Regions from separate parts of the Mus musculus genome. Here all the other regions are linked to region 2. A link is a contact called in public Hi-C and HiCAR-type data. All regions are on one chromosome and are shown on one strand. The core of a region is the stretch at or near the end of the contact, and the rest is flanking DNA. Distances in the headings are between cores, read along the strand shown.

The links. Hi-C and Micro-C count contacts between places; a contact is called where the count stands out from the background. HiCAR-type assays count read pairs that join an accessible place to other places.
Region 1: a contact with region 2 is called in a Hi-C map of cerebral cortex, with 2.5 times the contacts expected there. The contact joins the promoter of Vwc2l here to the promoter of Bard1 in region 2. A contact is called at or near these places in 3 of 39 promoter capture datasets (cranial neural crest, hippocampal neurons and liver) and 1 of 484 Hi-C or Micro-C datasets (cerebral cortex).
Region 3: a HiCAR-type map of embryonic stem cells shows a contact between it and region 2, with 6 times the contacts expected there. The contact joins the enhancer-like site here to the promoter of Bard1 in region 2. A contact is called at or near these places in 6 of 39 promoter capture datasets (cranial neural crest, embryonic stem cells, epiblast stem cells and 2 more), 3 of 484 Hi-C or Micro-C datasets (the AML12 cell line, embryonic stem cells and pancreatic cancer cells), 4 of 115 datasets of contacts at active chromatin or transcription factors (embryonic limb bud, embryonic stem cells, pancreatic cancer cells and 1 more) and 1 of 9 other capture datasets (pancreatic islet).

What each region holds. Positions count from the first base shown.
Region 1 is chr1:70,724,282-70,726,981 of GRCm38.p6, reverse strand. Vwc2l (von Willebrand factor C domain-containing protein 2-like) reads right to left here and starts at 1,267. Exons shown (of 4, transcript NM_177164.3): 1 at 544-1,267. Spag16 (sperm associated antigen 16) reads right to left here. Exons shown (of 17, transcript NM_029160.3): 17 at 1,850-2,215. The coding sequence ends at 2,040.
Region 2 is chr1:71,101,659-71,104,358 of GRCm38.p6, reverse strand. It overlaps Bard1 (BRCA1 associated RING domain 1), which reads left to right and starts at 1,387. Exons shown (of 11, transcript NM_007525.3): 1 at 1,387-1,691. The coding sequence starts at 1,552.
Region 3 is chr1:71,529,016-71,531,715 of GRCm38.p6, reverse strand. No RefSeq gene overlaps it. Among named protein-coding and RNA genes, the nearest start is that of Atic, 27 kb to the left of the region's middle. Within about 2 kb of position 1,330, at least 13 of the 459 cell types and tissues checked have an H3K27ac peak or open chromatin away from gene starts, as enhancers often do. A contact at or near this core is called in the AML12 cell line, embryonic stem cells and epiblast stem cells, where this site is marked.

The sequences.
Region 1 (2,700 bases), core at 18-2,517, 380 kb after region 2:
ACATATATAGAAAGTTTATCTTGCAAGGCAAGGAAGCTACCGTGCCTCCTCACATTGTCCAGCGGCAGCTATCAATACATGCAAGAAAAGCCATGTGAAATACAGACAGGATTCTGCTTTTAAAATGACCCAGGCAGAAAAGAATCATTTTGTAAGCCACAGGTAGGCATTAATGTGCAAGGTTACAGTAAATGTAAACTGCAAGATAGATAGAAGGGTGGGGTTTTTTCTTCATATTAACATTAAGCATGCTTTTATTATGAGGAATATGTGAATAATGAAACAAAGTTCTTAGGCTATTTTCAAAAGAACCTTCCTTATAATAAATACCATTTAGAATACTATTTAAAAATAGGGAGGTTAGGGAAATACAACAGCAGCATTATCTGAAGATTTTTCAAATCAGAATGCAAACACTGCTAAACTGAGGCTCACTTCCCAGCTAAACTTTACCCCCTCCCTGTATTGCTACATATGATTTAAAATGACTGCATCTATTTCTCTGAGAAAGCAAGCACAACTCATGTCATAAGATTCACTTACCTAGTCACTCTGAGGTTAACGGTGGTGCTGGGGGTCACAGACCAATCTGAACTTAAAGGTCAGGTATCTCTTAGGTAAGCCGGTCCTCTTTAGTCACCCAAAGAATGCATTTTCAGGCATGAATTAAAGGCAATCCATCCTCTCTATTTCCCATTTCAAAACACAGCCAAGAAGCAGTCTCCCACCCTTCCAGAGAGAAACACAGCAGACACACATAAGAAATATGCTTTGGACCTGTCTTCAGAATTCAAAGCAAGAAGCAATGCTGGTCCTGTGGAAATCCGGACCCTGGTAGCAGAATCATGTTGAACTTATTTTTAGCATTTTCTTAGATCCTTCTATGAAATTTCCTGGCTGATTACGCCTCCTCCACACATGAGTTCACTTACACAGTGTTTGCTACGGCAGTAGAGGTGACTTGGCTAGGCTCTGAGGATCACAAACAGAAACAGCATACTGAAGCTTAAAGCCCACTCCACCAGCAGAAGCATCAGCATCGTCCACAGTATGTTGACTGAATCCCTCCTCACACACCAGAAGATTCTAACTGTGGATGTGAAGCAAAGGCGCAACTTTAACTGGGGTTTGGCATCGCTGTGAGCAGTTTGCAGACTGCTGATTCGGAGCTCATCCTGCCGGCAGCCGGGAATTCCTCAGCACCACGGACAGCGCCAACAACTGGCTTCTGAGCCCAGCTTGGTCGAAACCCCCAGCTGCTTCCGCGGACCAGGCTGTAGTGTTGTCTAAGGCAGTCACTTGATACAGCTGATGAGAGCGAGCATGGGGTGTGTGTCGGGAGGGGGGAGTTTCTGCATGCAAGATACTTATTTGCATTTAAATCACAATAAAAATTAGAAAGATGTTAATTTTATCTAATGCATTCTTGCATGGGCTGCAGAGATGAAAGTTCCAGGGACTTGCCTTTAGATTTAAGCCATCTGCAGTCGTTGGTTATTACTAATATATAAAGCACACTCATTGTCAAAGAATCTGTGAAACTGTATGCTTTCTGACTCTATTTGGCCCTCTGGATATAGAAAGATTTTCCTTGTGCTATACATAATTCAACTTTGGGTCTTCTGCAGCTTGGGTTTGATTTAAAAAAAAAAAAAAAGTAGCCGCGTTTTCCTGCAGTTTGTTCTCTAACGTTAAAAATCAATGTCTTGTAATTCATCTAGTCTGTCATTAGGCGTCATTGTAAAGCTGTTTCTTCCAACCTCCTAGCAAGGATGCCCTGTCTCTAAATTCATAACCGGATGAGAAAGTGAAAGATTCTGGGTGAAAAAAAAACACACACACAGAAAAATGAACAAAAAGTTATAATTTTTATTTGAGATAGTATGGTCCATATATTATTCACCCAAAGCTTGTTTTAAAACAAATATTTTATTTATTGGTCATTTTAACCAGTTACTTGCTGGCATTTGAGCAGACTATATGAAACATTTTTAAGCCTTAGAGGGAATGCCCTTTGCATCAGGGTGTGCTATTGCTGATCAGATCCACAACCGAATGGTGCCGTCAGAGCCTCCAGAATACAGATTTTCCCCCAGGTGGGAAAACACCACACTGTGCACTTCACTCTCGTGGCCCACCAGTTTGTGAATTTGCCCCGATTTAAGATCCAGCAAATGGATAATCCCGTTGGCACTCGCCTGAGCTAAAACTCGACCTGGAAAAGAGGGAAATGGAGGTTTATCTCAAGCAGTCACAGTATGTAAACAATACAACATTTTATCCTGTTTCGGTTGTGATTCAAGAGACTCATTTTTATGCTTGGCTCTCATTAAATATGAACTAACTTCAATCTATAAAAAATAATTTGAGCCATAAGATACATTTAGGATAAAAGCTCTACTTGCTTAACATTCAGAAGTTATTATATGCCCCAACATTCTCCTTATATTTATGATTGACAGATCATTTTGAGTTGAGATTGAGAGCAACTAAAGAAGACAACTATTTTGTAAATGAATATGTTAAAATAATTTAAAGCAATAGTTATCTAAATGGAAAATAGGACATATGCTTCAAGTAGATATATCTATAGGTATTTATCCTAGAAAATGTAAAATGTATTTACCTTCTTTAAACATATTTATTATAATTCTGCTAAATCATTGTATAAATCTGTAACAGTTGAGATATTTATGAATT
Region 2 (2,700 bases), core at 138-2,637:
GGACCTAGGCTTTTGATGAAGAAAAGCTCCACGGGAGAATAATGGCATGCTTTCCCAGGTTGGCATAGGCCTCATATCTCATCAAAGAAATAGCTTTAGAGTTTTATTTGTTTGTTTGTTTGTTTATTTATTTGAGATAGGGTTTGTCTTGACTGTCTCAGAACTCTGTTGACTAGGCTGGCTTTGAACTCAGAGATCCACCTGCTCTTCCCCCCCCCTCCCCCCATTTCCATGCCTCTAGTGCTGGGATTAAAGGACCTTCCAGGCCTTTCCACCTTTAGAGTTTAATCAGGGTAGTGCCAAGACTAATTTTGTGTTTGGTAATGTCTTGTATATCTTTAGTGAGGCCTAAGGATGGGAGGCAATCTAGGCAGATGTGTGGATTCCAGTAAGAAGGAACAACTTTAAGGTAAACAGAGGCAGCTGGGGCGGTTAAGCAGAGACAGAGAAATAAAAGGGGATATGCAAGAATGTGTTCATAGGTTGGAAGCTGTGGAGAGGGCGGGCTGTGCTTGCCCAGTGTTAATATTCAGATCCGCAGGAGGGTCTATGGATTTGGCTGGTAGAATACTTCTAGCATAAAGGAGGCTCTAAACTCAGTTCAGCACCATGTAAGCTGGGCGTGGTGGTGCATATCTGTAATCCCCTATCGCGCAGAGGTGGAGGATCGCAAACTGAGAAGTTCAAGGTCACCCTTAGCTTCACAGTTTAAGCTAGGTTGGCAAACAGACGCCGTTTCAAAAAAAAAAAAAAAAAAAAAATCCCCGGGGAGGGTAGACCCTCTAGCAAACAAAAACGTTTTATGCAGTTTATCATATTTTAAAAGCACACCAGAACTTCTAAGAGATGCCCTTGGTCGGATATTTACAGCTAGTTAAAAAGTGAAATTGAAACTTAGTATTTAGCGGATTCTTATATCCTACAGCAAGGAGAAAAAGAGAACTTTCTTATATAAAGGGTAGTACTTTTATTGTCATGGGAAAAGCTTGTCCAAGTTCAACAGTAGCTTGAATGCCACTCTTTGTAGATGGCTTCAGCGGCAAGCTCCTGAGGCTATGGGAGGGTTAGAATCCAACTTCTAGGTAAGCACAGTTTCAGTAAACTGAGAGGGGGTGGGAATGAAACCCATGGGGAGCCCCGCCTCTTTGAAGGCGTGGCCTGAGGCCCCGCCGCTCAGTTTCCCGCTCAGGAAGTTTGAGCGCGCTATACCCCGCCTCCTAGGGCCACAGGCCTAGGTGACTTCTCCCCACGCCTCCTCAACCCCGCGCCTTGGCACTTTGGTTTCCGCGGTCCGCCCTACACCTCCTGAGGGCGTGGCCTCTCAAGCCTCGCCTCTCCATTTCCGGAACTTGGACCGCATTACTAAAGCCCCGCCCTCAGGCCTTGAGGGCGTGGCCTAAAGCCGGGTCCTTCCATCTCTGAGTTTTACCGCGTTTCAGCCTCCGAGCCGGAGGCGTCCGACCAATTCAGAGACTCCGCACGCAGCAGGATCCGGCGGTGACCAGCGGGGTGCGGCGCTAGAGCAAACCTGACCTCCCCTCCTCTGTGGGAATGCCACGCCGGCCGCCGAGGGTCTGCTCTGGGAACCAGCCTGCTCCCGTGCCCGCCATGGAGCCGGCTACCGACGGGCTTTGGGCCCACAGCCGCGCGGCGCTTGCCCGCCTGGAGAAGCTGCTGCGCTGCTCCCGCTGGTAAGGACCGGCCTGGCGACCTAGTGTCGTCTGTCCCTCCGTGTCCCACTCCTGAGTTTTCTGAGTGGCTTCCCAGCCACCTGCAACGAAGATGACTCAAACGGCACTTTTCGAATTTTCGCGGGAGAACTGCCTTCGGGGCGTGGCTCAAAGCGCAGCTCGTTGGTCACTCCCCGAAGGTGACGCTCGGAGCTGAGCCGAGCTAGTGCTGCTGGGGTCCTGGAGTTCGGTCCTCTGGGAGCGTGGTCCCGTGGTTGCGTGCGGGGCACAACAGCCCCTGTGAGGCTGACCTTTTGGTCCTTTCTCTAGTAGCAGGCTCGGCGTGGGGAATGGGAGGCTAGGGACCTGGTGACCGGTAGTTTGGCGATGGCAGTTTGTTGAGCATCGCAATTTTAACTTAGTTAGATTATGGCCCTGTACCACTGATCCTCCAACATGCCCTCTCTTGGATTTTATTCAGTCTGAAATGCACTCCTAAGTGGTACTTTCTTACCTGAGGCTGTTTATCGAATACTACCAAGAAATATACTTCTTTCCCCTTTTTTCTCTTTGGCAGTAGCGAATGTTAAGCCTTCAGTCTTTACTACAAATACAGTGTTAACTGCAACTTTTTTTTTTTTTTTTAAAGTTAACTGGCAACAAACTTTGCACTTACGTTAAATTATTCTTTTTTTTTTTTTTTTTTTTTTTTTTTTACAAACTCTTAGTATTTGAAAGAATGGCATTGTATTTCTTAGGAGAGTGGCGATTCTGTTAACATGAACACGTTCTGAGTTCTGCTTGTGTTTTCCTAAAGCATACGGATCATCCTGGGTGTAGACATACATCGGAAACTCAACTTCTAGTTGCAGTAGCAGGCCAGTGATGACGCACATGTTGGATCTCAATCTGTGGGTCGCGACCACTGGGACACACATTTAGGTCTTAGGAACGGAGACCCAGCTTAGTAGCAAAATTACAGTTATGAAGTAGCAAAGAAAAGAATGGTATGGTTTAGGGTCACCACAAC
Region 3 (2,700 bases), core at 81-2,580, 430 kb before region 2:
CTGTAGGGCTGATCCGGTCCTTCCTGGCGCTAAGGTTTGTGCTTGGATAAATAGGAACAGAGAGCTAATGGTGATGAGACACCAGCTCAGAGCTTTCAGCTGTAAAAAAATACCTATTGGCATCTTAAATCTTAGTATGCAACATTGATTTTATAGCTATGTTTTAATTTTGAGATTTTTTTTTTTGGAGAGGTTGGGAAGAGGCGTAATAAAACACACTAATTTTAAGTTGCATCTAATTTTAGAAAATTAAAATACAAAAACATGTTTCAGAAATTTAATAAAATAGTGTATACAAGTAATTCAAAAAGCCATGCTCTCTCTCTCTCTCTCTTTCTCTCTCTGTGTGTGTCTGTCAGTCTTTTAGAGAATGCAGTTCTTGGACGAGAGTCTACATGCTTATGCCTTTGATCTTGTGTCTTCCTAACTATTCCTCTTCTTTGCCCACTTTGAAATGCACTCAGCTTCTAATGCATTTCCTTAAGGCCAGACAATGCTCAGTTGAAATGTCAGAGAAAAGTTTACCAGATAGTTTCTAACACATTAGCAAAGCTAGAAGAGCATCCAGAGTTTTCCTTTCTTTTTCAAATGATTTAGAATCTTTTCTTTTTAATTAAAAAGAGGGTCAAGTTCAATTTTAGGTGAAATAGTAATGGTGATGAGGAGAAGGGGCCTTGGACCATCTCTCAGTAATACAGTGGGGTGGATGTATACGCCACTCTCACAATGAGTCAGCTCTTTCTTGCCCTGTATATTTCCATGTGCCAATGATGACCAGGCAGTTTTCAATCGGGGGAGTATGACTGTTGTGACCAGCATTTTTGAAAGGCTGAGAAATGGTGGGCTAATATTAAAATGAAGGAAATGGATTAGATCTAAAAGGTTTATTCATTCAACAAGCATTTTAGGACATCTACTATGTATCTTACATTAAATTACTTCTGAGAACATTAAGATAAGAGGGAGATAGAGTTCGGGCAGAAACAAAGCAGAGCGAGTAAGAAAACCCTTTCCCAAAATATCTGTTAGGACAGAGTCAACATTATGCAAAGTGGATGTCAGTTGCTTGTCAAAAAGAGTTTTTCTTCTGTCTTCCTTATACAGACACACCGTGGTGAGACACCTTTTTGTTTTTTTTAAACAAATGTTGCATTATTGGTTCACTTGATAACTATGAAATGATTACTCAGAAAACCATGGAAATCAATAAAACTGGGTTTATGAAATCAATAAAACTGGGTTTGTGGGGCAAGCAACACCAAACAGTGCCAAGTGGTGGTCACTGTGTAGTACCTGGTGTTTGTGTAGTTCTGCCTCACTGGAACACTGTCCATTAGTGTAAACAGTAATGCAGAAGTGATGAGGTGGCCCAGGGTCTCATTTACTCTGCCCCTCTCTTGGATCAGTAGCTCAGGAAGTGCCAGGTACAACTCTGTGAACAGAACTACAGGTTGGTCCCAGTGATCGTAAACTGGTTTCCAGCCAACAACCATGAAGGCAAGCTTGGAAACAGATTTCATTCTTATTCCATTCATCAGGTGAGGGCATCATAGATATTTTTCTATTTGTGATCTCTTTTTGCCTGAAAAATTCTTATGTAATTTTGGGTTAATAGTTATATAAAATAGCTGCACATGTCAACATTTACTATGATCAGTCAATTAAAACAGTTCTTTGGTATATGAGTAATTTGTTGAAGGTAAAAGAAAGTTTACTAATCAGAAGAATTCATTTGTTCTTATGTAAAAAGTTAAACCTTGGCTGAATATTTGATATAGCAGAATATGTAAAGAACAAAGCAAAAAAGAAAATCCTTTCCAAAAATATTTATAAGCTAAAGACAAGTCCAACATTATACAAAATGAAAGCATCTTAAATGTCTTTCAGAGTTGATCAGTAGTTTGGTTTTATAGTTGCTATGACTGAGAATTTTATTTTACATAAAAGCATAGCACAAAATGTCAGAAGTCTGTTTCAGGTCATTTGAGGAAATGAAATTCTGCTCTAATCCCTAGCTGAAATTAACAAAACTTTAAACAAGATTCATAGCAGTTTTAGAAAAGGCACCATTCTACTATAGCATAATCTGAAGATGGACGAATTTGATTGGAGGACCGATAGCAGGAAGCTATAATTCCCATAGTTACGCCATCATGTTTCCACGAGAGGAGAAAACTGCGTGTGTACCGTAGCCACTGTACCTAAGACCGTCCGATAGTCCTGACTCTGAGCCCATGTGCTCCATCTGTTAGCACTGCATGGCATGACAGCATGCACAGTGCAAGGCACACACACGTTAGGACTTCAGGATCGAGGCTGGGGTGAGGTTGTATGGTACAACGCAGGACAGCAACACCAGAAATGCCTTACACCCATTACATATTTGATCCTGAGCTAATTTTTGGTGTTGCATGCCCAGAAACCGTTTACTACTGCCAAAGTTTCCATGCCCCTAAATAGGAGGTTATACAACTCGTACTGGGCTTTGAGCCATGGTCTAATAAGCTGTCTTTTAGGTGAGCTCAGTCTCTGCTGACAGTTCTCACTACAACCTCAGGAAGTCCCTTCAGCCAGGTCCTTAGGTAAGCTTCTCCTGGGCTTGGGACTCATAAAAACTGTGAGGTAATAAACATTAGTTGTTCGAGCTTCTACATTTGGAAGAACTTTGTTACACAGCTGGTTCGGGTTTGAAATGATGTC